Linked DNA regions of Mus musculus: region 1 is linked to region 2. The links are chromatin contacts, called in public promoter capture Hi-C maps. All regions are on one chromosome and are shown on one strand. The core of a region is the stretch at or near the end of the contact, and the rest is flanking DNA. Distances in the headings are between cores, read along the strand shown.

Evidence for each region. Capture Hi-C pulls out chosen DNA fragments and counts their contacts.
Region 1: a contact with region 2 is called in a promoter capture Hi-C map of adipose tissue. The contact joins two enhancer-like sites. A contact is called at or near these places in 1 of 484 Hi-C or Micro-C datasets (embryonic stem cells) and 2 of 9 other capture datasets (adipose tissue and pancreatic islet).

What each region holds. Positions count from the first base shown.
Region 1 is chr6:89,497,641-89,500,822 of GRCm38.p6, reverse strand. The region is part of intron 4 of Chchd6 (coiled-coil-helix-coiled-coil-helix domain containing 6); the gene reads left to right. Among named protein-coding and RNA genes, the nearest start is that of Gm46966, 46 kb to the right of the region's middle. Within about 2 kb of position 1,607, at least 41 of the 459 cell types and tissues checked have an H3K27ac peak or open chromatin away from gene starts, as enhancers often do. A contact at or near this core is called in adipose tissue, where this site is marked.
Region 2 is chr6:89,342,967-89,346,471 of GRCm38.p6, reverse strand. It overlaps Plxna1 (plexin A1), which reads left to right. Exons shown (of 32, transcript NM_008881.2): 4 at 2,363-2,503; 5 at 3,421-3,505. Among named protein-coding and RNA genes, the nearest start is that of Gm40415, 17 kb to the left of the region's middle. Within about 2 kb of position 1,306, at least 207 of the 459 cell types and tissues checked have an H3K27ac peak or open chromatin away from gene starts, as enhancers often do. A contact at or near this core is called in adipose tissue, where this site is marked.

The DNA.
Region 1 (3,182 bases), core at 358-2,857, 150 kb before region 2:
AGCTTGTAAAGGCATAGAGCTGATTTAGGTTGACCATAGGAGTTTGTTGCCAGAGTAAATTGCATTAGTGACTTGAAGGCCACTCACTGTGGCTTGAGGAACTTTGGGGAAACTATGAGTTCTAGATTCTAGTTACTTCCCACCCAGTTGGAAGAGTCCAATTGTACAGGAGTCCAATTCCAACCCAGTCTTTGTGGGGCAGATTCCACAAAGGGACTGTTTGGAACCATGTTTGTTGCAAATAACTTTGCTGGTGACATAACACCAAGCAGGCTAATTTATAGCTTTATTTGATCTTGCACTTATTCATTGAAGAGCCTTTTTCTAAGAGCTCTGAAATGTGGTGAGAGACCGTGTAGGTAAGGAGGGTGTAGAGCAGAGGGATGTGCTTCTAAGGTTGGAGGTAGCCCCTTGCTGCTCCTGTGGCCTCATTAGTCCTGGTTCTCTTGTGATTGCCATAGTTTCCCACTAAAAGACTATGTGATGGATATCTTTCATTTTTGTGGCCAAATCTAACTTTTTATAACTTGGAAGTCAAGGTATGTGGCTGTGCCTCTGCTGGCCTCATCCCTGCTTTCTCTAGGAGAAGACATACCTTTGTTGGAGGTACGAGGAACTCCTTAGCATGTGCAGAGCAATCAACAGTTCAGGAATGACTATTCAGACAGCATTTCCCCTTCCCCTGTCCAGAAATGAATGTCTATCAACATCAAACACCTCCCTGCCCTCAGCATTCTGCCCATGCTCTCCTTCCCATCTCTACCCTGTCCCACACCTACAGCAAGGCTGTTGGGATACTCTTGTGCTCTACCCCTGCATGAGGACACACTAGAGGCCTATGAGCAGGAACACTGTTTTAACAATTTCTGGCATTAGCAGCAACTACCAGTTGGATGCTTGAGAAAGATTCTTTCAGGGGAATTACAGGGAGCTTACATGGAAGCTTAGTGCTTTCTTGTTGGCTATGTTAACAGCCAGTTGAAAGAGTGATCATGTTGCCATTGTTATGATCTGATGGGGTGTGATGATCAGTGGCCTCAATTGGCCAGCACCCACTGTCACCGAGGGAAAGCTGAGGGCCTTCTAAAGGAGCTAGTTCTCAGAGATTTAGGCTCTGTAAGTTCTGAGTGGGCCAGGATTCTTGAACTTCCCTGGTTCAAGAATTGACTGTTGTTGCACTTTATCCTGGGAGTAGCTTCACCTAATGTGGATGGAGCACAATGGACTTTTCCTTCAGTCCTAGAGGATCCACAGCTGGGAACTTGTAAGGATGAGGAGGCTTCTGCAGCCTATACAACCTCCTTTCACTTTTAGTAGATGGCAACATGTGATCTGGATCCCAGCAGCCTTGCAAAATGTTGTTGCCTGTCTGTGCTGATGCCTGAAAGCCAGAAGGCAGCAGAGCCTTATGCAAGAGGGGAGTTGGGTTGTTTTCTCTTTACAATCAAGTATGTTGGGGTTTTGCCAGATAGATTTTCCTCTTGCCTTTTTACATTTTTTTTCCAAATGAAAAGCTTTTCTGGCAGATGTCGTAAAGCCACTTCTAGGGCATTGATAGTTACCTAAAAAAGCCCCTGGCTTCCTCTCCCCGCCAGCTGACTGTGCATTTCAGTGCCCCACATCTGTGCTGTCTTTCACAGAAGGCTGAGCCTGCAAGTGCCTGCTCTGGTGAAGACCTGGCCTGTGCCTGCGGGCCCCCAGCACGGGTCTGTCCCTCCTGCTTAGACTCTTATGACCTCACTTTCACCCTCCCTCTGTTGGACCTGAACCTGCTGCAGCTTTCACGACTCTCATGGCATTCAAGGCCCTGTGAGATCTGCCTGCATCTGGCCTTTCCTTTATCTCCTCATTTGCTGATTCAGCTTGCCTCTTCCGTCTCTCATTGGCCTGTGCTGTGCTGTGCTGTGCTGTGCTGTGCTGTGCTGTGCTGTGCTGTGCTGTGCTGTGCTGTGCTGTGCTGTGTGCTGTGCTGTGCTGTGTGCTGTGCTGTGCTGCCTCTTTTGCTGTCTTCCCTGATCTTCCTCTACACCTTCTTTCCTACTTCCCATTAGAGAGGAGTCTGTCCAGATCATGTTACATGACACTTATGAGCAGTAGAATATACCTGAGGACAAGGCAGAAAGGCCAGGGTTTGTGTCCTGTGTATCCAGTCCAGCTCTTCACAGAGCTTTTTCTTTTTAAGGACAGGGTGCCCTGGTAGTCTTGGTAGGAAGAGTGTCTAAGGTGACCTGTAAAGCAAAGAGTAGCATCAAGACATGCCTCCAGATATCTGCCTGCTTTAGACAACTCTCCTATGCTGCTGGACTGGAAGTCCTTCTCTCTATGCCCGTGCCTTGGCAGCTGACAGATAGAAGTAGCATTTCTCACTGTGTTGCAATTGTTTGCAAAAGGCTCTTTTCCCTCCTTAAACAGGTGCTTTGACTTGACTATGTTGGATTCACCCTACACAAAGCCACTTAAGCCCTTCCTAGATGCCTTGTTCCATAAGTATGTGCTCAAGGTGTACCACTAAACTCAGAGAGTCAGAGTCAGGCTCCCAGAGGTGGCTGCTCCCCAGGGAGATAGGCAACCTTCCTTTCTGCCTTTCATTATGTTTATTACCTGAACTGATTTTGACTCTGTATTAAAATGTATTTGTAAAGAGAAAGTAAGTGAAGGCCTTATAAAGGGAGTCTGTCAGTGTGGGGCCCAGTGTTCTCTAATGCAGATCACCATGGCAACATGGTAGCCTTCACATTTCACTAGTTAAGAAGATGAACTCTTCTGCCCACAGAATCCAACCGGATTGGCCACCATTACTTAGTGCTCTGTGCAGCAAGTCTTCCTGAAAGCCAGCAGACCTCATTACCAGGGACCTTTCCTCAGCAGGGATCATCATCTATCTAGCTGTCTTGGTCCTTCATGTCTCCTTCTTGACCCCCTCCTGCATCAGGCCTTGTAGCACTGTCTAAAGCAGGCCTGGGGTGAGCAATGGCCCATATGGCTTTTATCTGCATGCCCGCTGCCTCTCTTCCAGGCCTGTGAGAGCATGGTGAGGTGGGAGTAGATATTTCTAAGATGTTTGTGTAGTAAATTGGCTTGACCTCAGTGTGGTGTCATCAGCCTTAACACACCTCTCAGCAGCTTCCATGTTCTCTGGCATCTCGCTGCACTGGAAGATGCCAGCTTCTCTTAAGCACTTA
Region 2 (3,505 bases), core at 57-2,556:
TAAACCTCAGGGTCCACCCCAAGTGATGCACTTTTTAACGAGACTCCCACATCTGAAAGATTCTGCAACCTCTCTCTACAGTGGCAGCAGCTGGGAATGAAGTATTTAAACACATGAGCCTATGGCAGGCATTTCATATTCAAAACATAAACTCCATCATCACATATGTACCCAGAGACACTGTGACACTGATGTGCACAAAGGTCCTGTCAGGCCTGAGCATGGCTTGGCTCAATGCAGAGTACTGCAACACACTCATGTCTATAACCTCCCTGATGCCCACAATTCCCCTAGCTGAGGAATGGTATCCACGCTCTGCCAGTGGTCCCTCCCTGGAGTTAGCCTCTACTGGGCTGTGTCCCTAGGACCTGGTTGTGCATGTGGACCATTGCTGGGCAGGTGGATGGACAGCTGAACTCACAAGCCCCCAACTGCAGCTGTTGAGACCACCTGTCCCAGTCAATTAAGCTGGCAGGCTGGGGGCAGGGCCTCCTGAGCCTGGATGGCCTGTGATCCTTTCCTTATGGACTCTGCTCTCTGCTCTGGCCTGTCCTTTTCCTGCATACCTGGAGCTAGTGTGTCTACCCAGTCTGGGAAGGGTGGTGGCAGGCAAGATAGGGCTGGGGGTTACATGGTCATTGTGGCAGGAGGAAACTCCCCTGGTCTCTGTCCAGGGCACCCTGTATGCAAGGCTACCACCCAGGAGTGACGAGGATGGGATCTTTCTGGGATGTGGATGTGGGTGAAGCCTAGGGTGTGGGGGAGTAGAGTCATGGCTGTGGTCTTGGAGGCTTGTAAGACATTGGTCTAGAGTTCTCGGTCCCCTGCCCACTGAACAGGCTTGTTTCCTGGCACCTGTCTCAGGCAAGCTTTTCTGTCTCTGTCACCGTGGGGGGAGGTGGAAGCATGATTCATTCCCATTTCAGGAGTAGGAAAACAGATACATCTAAGCCAATTTTGGCCTAGGTGGTGTGAGTCCAGCCTTGTCTCTGGCTGCATGCTCCCCACTTAATACAGCAGTGTAAGCCAGCCTGCTATGATCTGCTCTAGCAGTCATCCAGGACCTGACTCCCTCCCCTGCTCTGGCATAGCTGGGCTAGATAGGTTTAGGTTAAGGTTAGTGTCCTTGCCAGCCCCTGGGGTATTGGGCTGCTGTGGGCCCCTTCTGTCTCAGCTAGCTGTTCCTGCTTGTCCGTCCAGAGGCCGGAGGAATAAAGTTTGGGCAACTATTAGTCCAGCCCCTTCAGGCCTCCCAGGACCTCCCCACTTACCCAGCTCTTCCGGGTCTGGTTTGACTTAAGCCTGTCTTGGTGGAGCGGCAGCTGAGCGGATGTGGGGGGTGGCCCAGGCTCTCAGGAATGTGACCCTCCCCCTCTCTCCCAGCTAGCAGTCTCTTGGCCCAGAGACACAGGCCCCACCCTGGCTGGCCCCTCGCCCAGCTCCTGACAGAGCTAGCCTATGGCAGGGTGCTGGTTTTTGCTGCCCTTGCTGCCCCCAGGTCTGCTCTGCCCCCTTACTGTGGGGTACAAAGGAGGCCAAGCTCACTCCAGCCTTGTACCCAGAAGTAGAGAGGTAGGCCAGATGGGTTAGAAGCTGGAGGTAGCTGTGCCTTAGCTGCACAGTGGGTAGAAGCAAGCTGCAGGTCCTGTGCCAGGAGACTGTGCCTGGGCCCAGCTGAGCTAGGCAGACGCGCCCCATGAGTCCCATCTTGAAAGCCCCCATGGGTCTCTCTGTTAATTAAATACATTTGTTTGGTAAAAGCAACTAAAAATACTTGCAGCACCAAGGCTGCAGGAGAGGATCAGGCTAATTAGCGCCTGGCTTGTTTGGGATCTGAACTATATTTCCGTGCTGATGAGGTCCCCTTCTCCCTGCCACTTTCTTGCTGGGGTATCCCTCATCCCAAGACACCAAGGCCAGCCTTGGCCTCTCTGTGTGTGAGCCCCTGGTCTTGTTCCTCGACTATACCGATCACAAGGTCTCCTCCTGCCCTCTTACCTCAAACTTGCTTTCTTTCACAAGCCTCATGGTGGCCCATGAAAGAGGTTCCTGCCTGCCAGGTTCCCTGCAGCTTGATGGTAGGCACTGGAGCCCACGTGTACCCTACCACTGAGTTTTGGTGTCTGGATTGGTAAAGGAACCAAGGCACACCCACCTGTCCAGTATGTCTTGTCCTATCTCTGTCTTTGGGATGACTTGGGTCAGGGACAGTGAACTGGGTCAGCCTTGACTCATTCTGAATCAGCCTGGTTCTTTGGTGGAAAGGTGCTTGTTAGAGGGCTTGGACCCTTTGCATCGGGTAAGGTGGGTCTAGGATAGTGTGTCGTGGACCTGCCTCATTGAGCACCCTTTGCTACTACAGATTCTGGTGGACCTTGCAAACCCCAGCGGCAGGCCGGCCCTGGCTTATGAAAGTGTGGTGGCTCAGGAGGGCAACCCTATCCTGCGTGACCTGGTCCTCAGCCCCAACCGCCAGTACCTCTATGCTATGACGGAGAAGCAGGTGGGTGCTGCTGGCTGATTGGCATGAGCTTTTAGGGTGACTGGGGTGGGATCCCCAGTCAGAGATCCCAGTCAAAGGAACCTGAGGAATGGCTTGCCTGGAGTCAAGAGGCTGCTTTCCCCCATGGAGGTGTCCTGTTGGCTCTAATACCTGACATGACACTCTACAGACAGATGAGTGGGCCTGCTAAGAGGTGTGGTTATGAGGGTTCCATGTTATCCATGTAGCCTCAGACTCCCCAGGGCCTCATGGAAGGCCCTCGTTCTCTCCCTGTGACCTCTAGCCCTGGAAGTTGGTACTTGGGTGACTGCACTGTCCAAGCACAGGTGCCTTTGGAGGATTGAACTGGGACGCTGGGCTGGGCTTCTCTGGCTCAGGCTCTGGCTGTCTACAGTGGGTTGTGGCTTTGTCCTTGGCGAGACCTGGCCAGCCTGGCTTGCTTAGGTCTTCAAGGTATTCTTATGTGCCCAGCTTTACCAGCTTGTTGCCTGTTCCTCCTTTCTATGTAAACTGGCATCCCTATGGCAGATGGGCAGGTAGTAGTTGGAAGGGAGCAGGCAGAACATCAGCTCTTGCTTCTCCTCTGCAATCCTTCTTGGTTCTGCCTCTGGGGTGGGTCCTGAGAACTGGGGAGACCCAGAGTTGGCCTGCTCCTCTGCACCACTGGGCTGGCCCCAGCCTTCCTTCACCAAGCTGACAAGTCTCCATTCCTCAGTAGTCCAGGCCATAAAGGAGTCCAGACAGGTGGGAGACAAAGTGTGGTCCCAACTGTAGGTCCCAGCTAGCTGCCTGCCTTGGAACTCTTGTCCCTATTGACCCACTTGGCCTGGCTTTTGAGTACACTGAGCTCTTCGGGATGGGCTGGGAACCTGGGATGGATGGGTCTAGCTAGGCCTCTCACTGTGATCCTTCCCCAGGTGACGCAGGTGCCTGTGGAAAGCTGTGTCCAGTATACTTCCTGTGAGCTGTGCCTGGGGTCTCGGGACCCCCACTGTGGCTGGT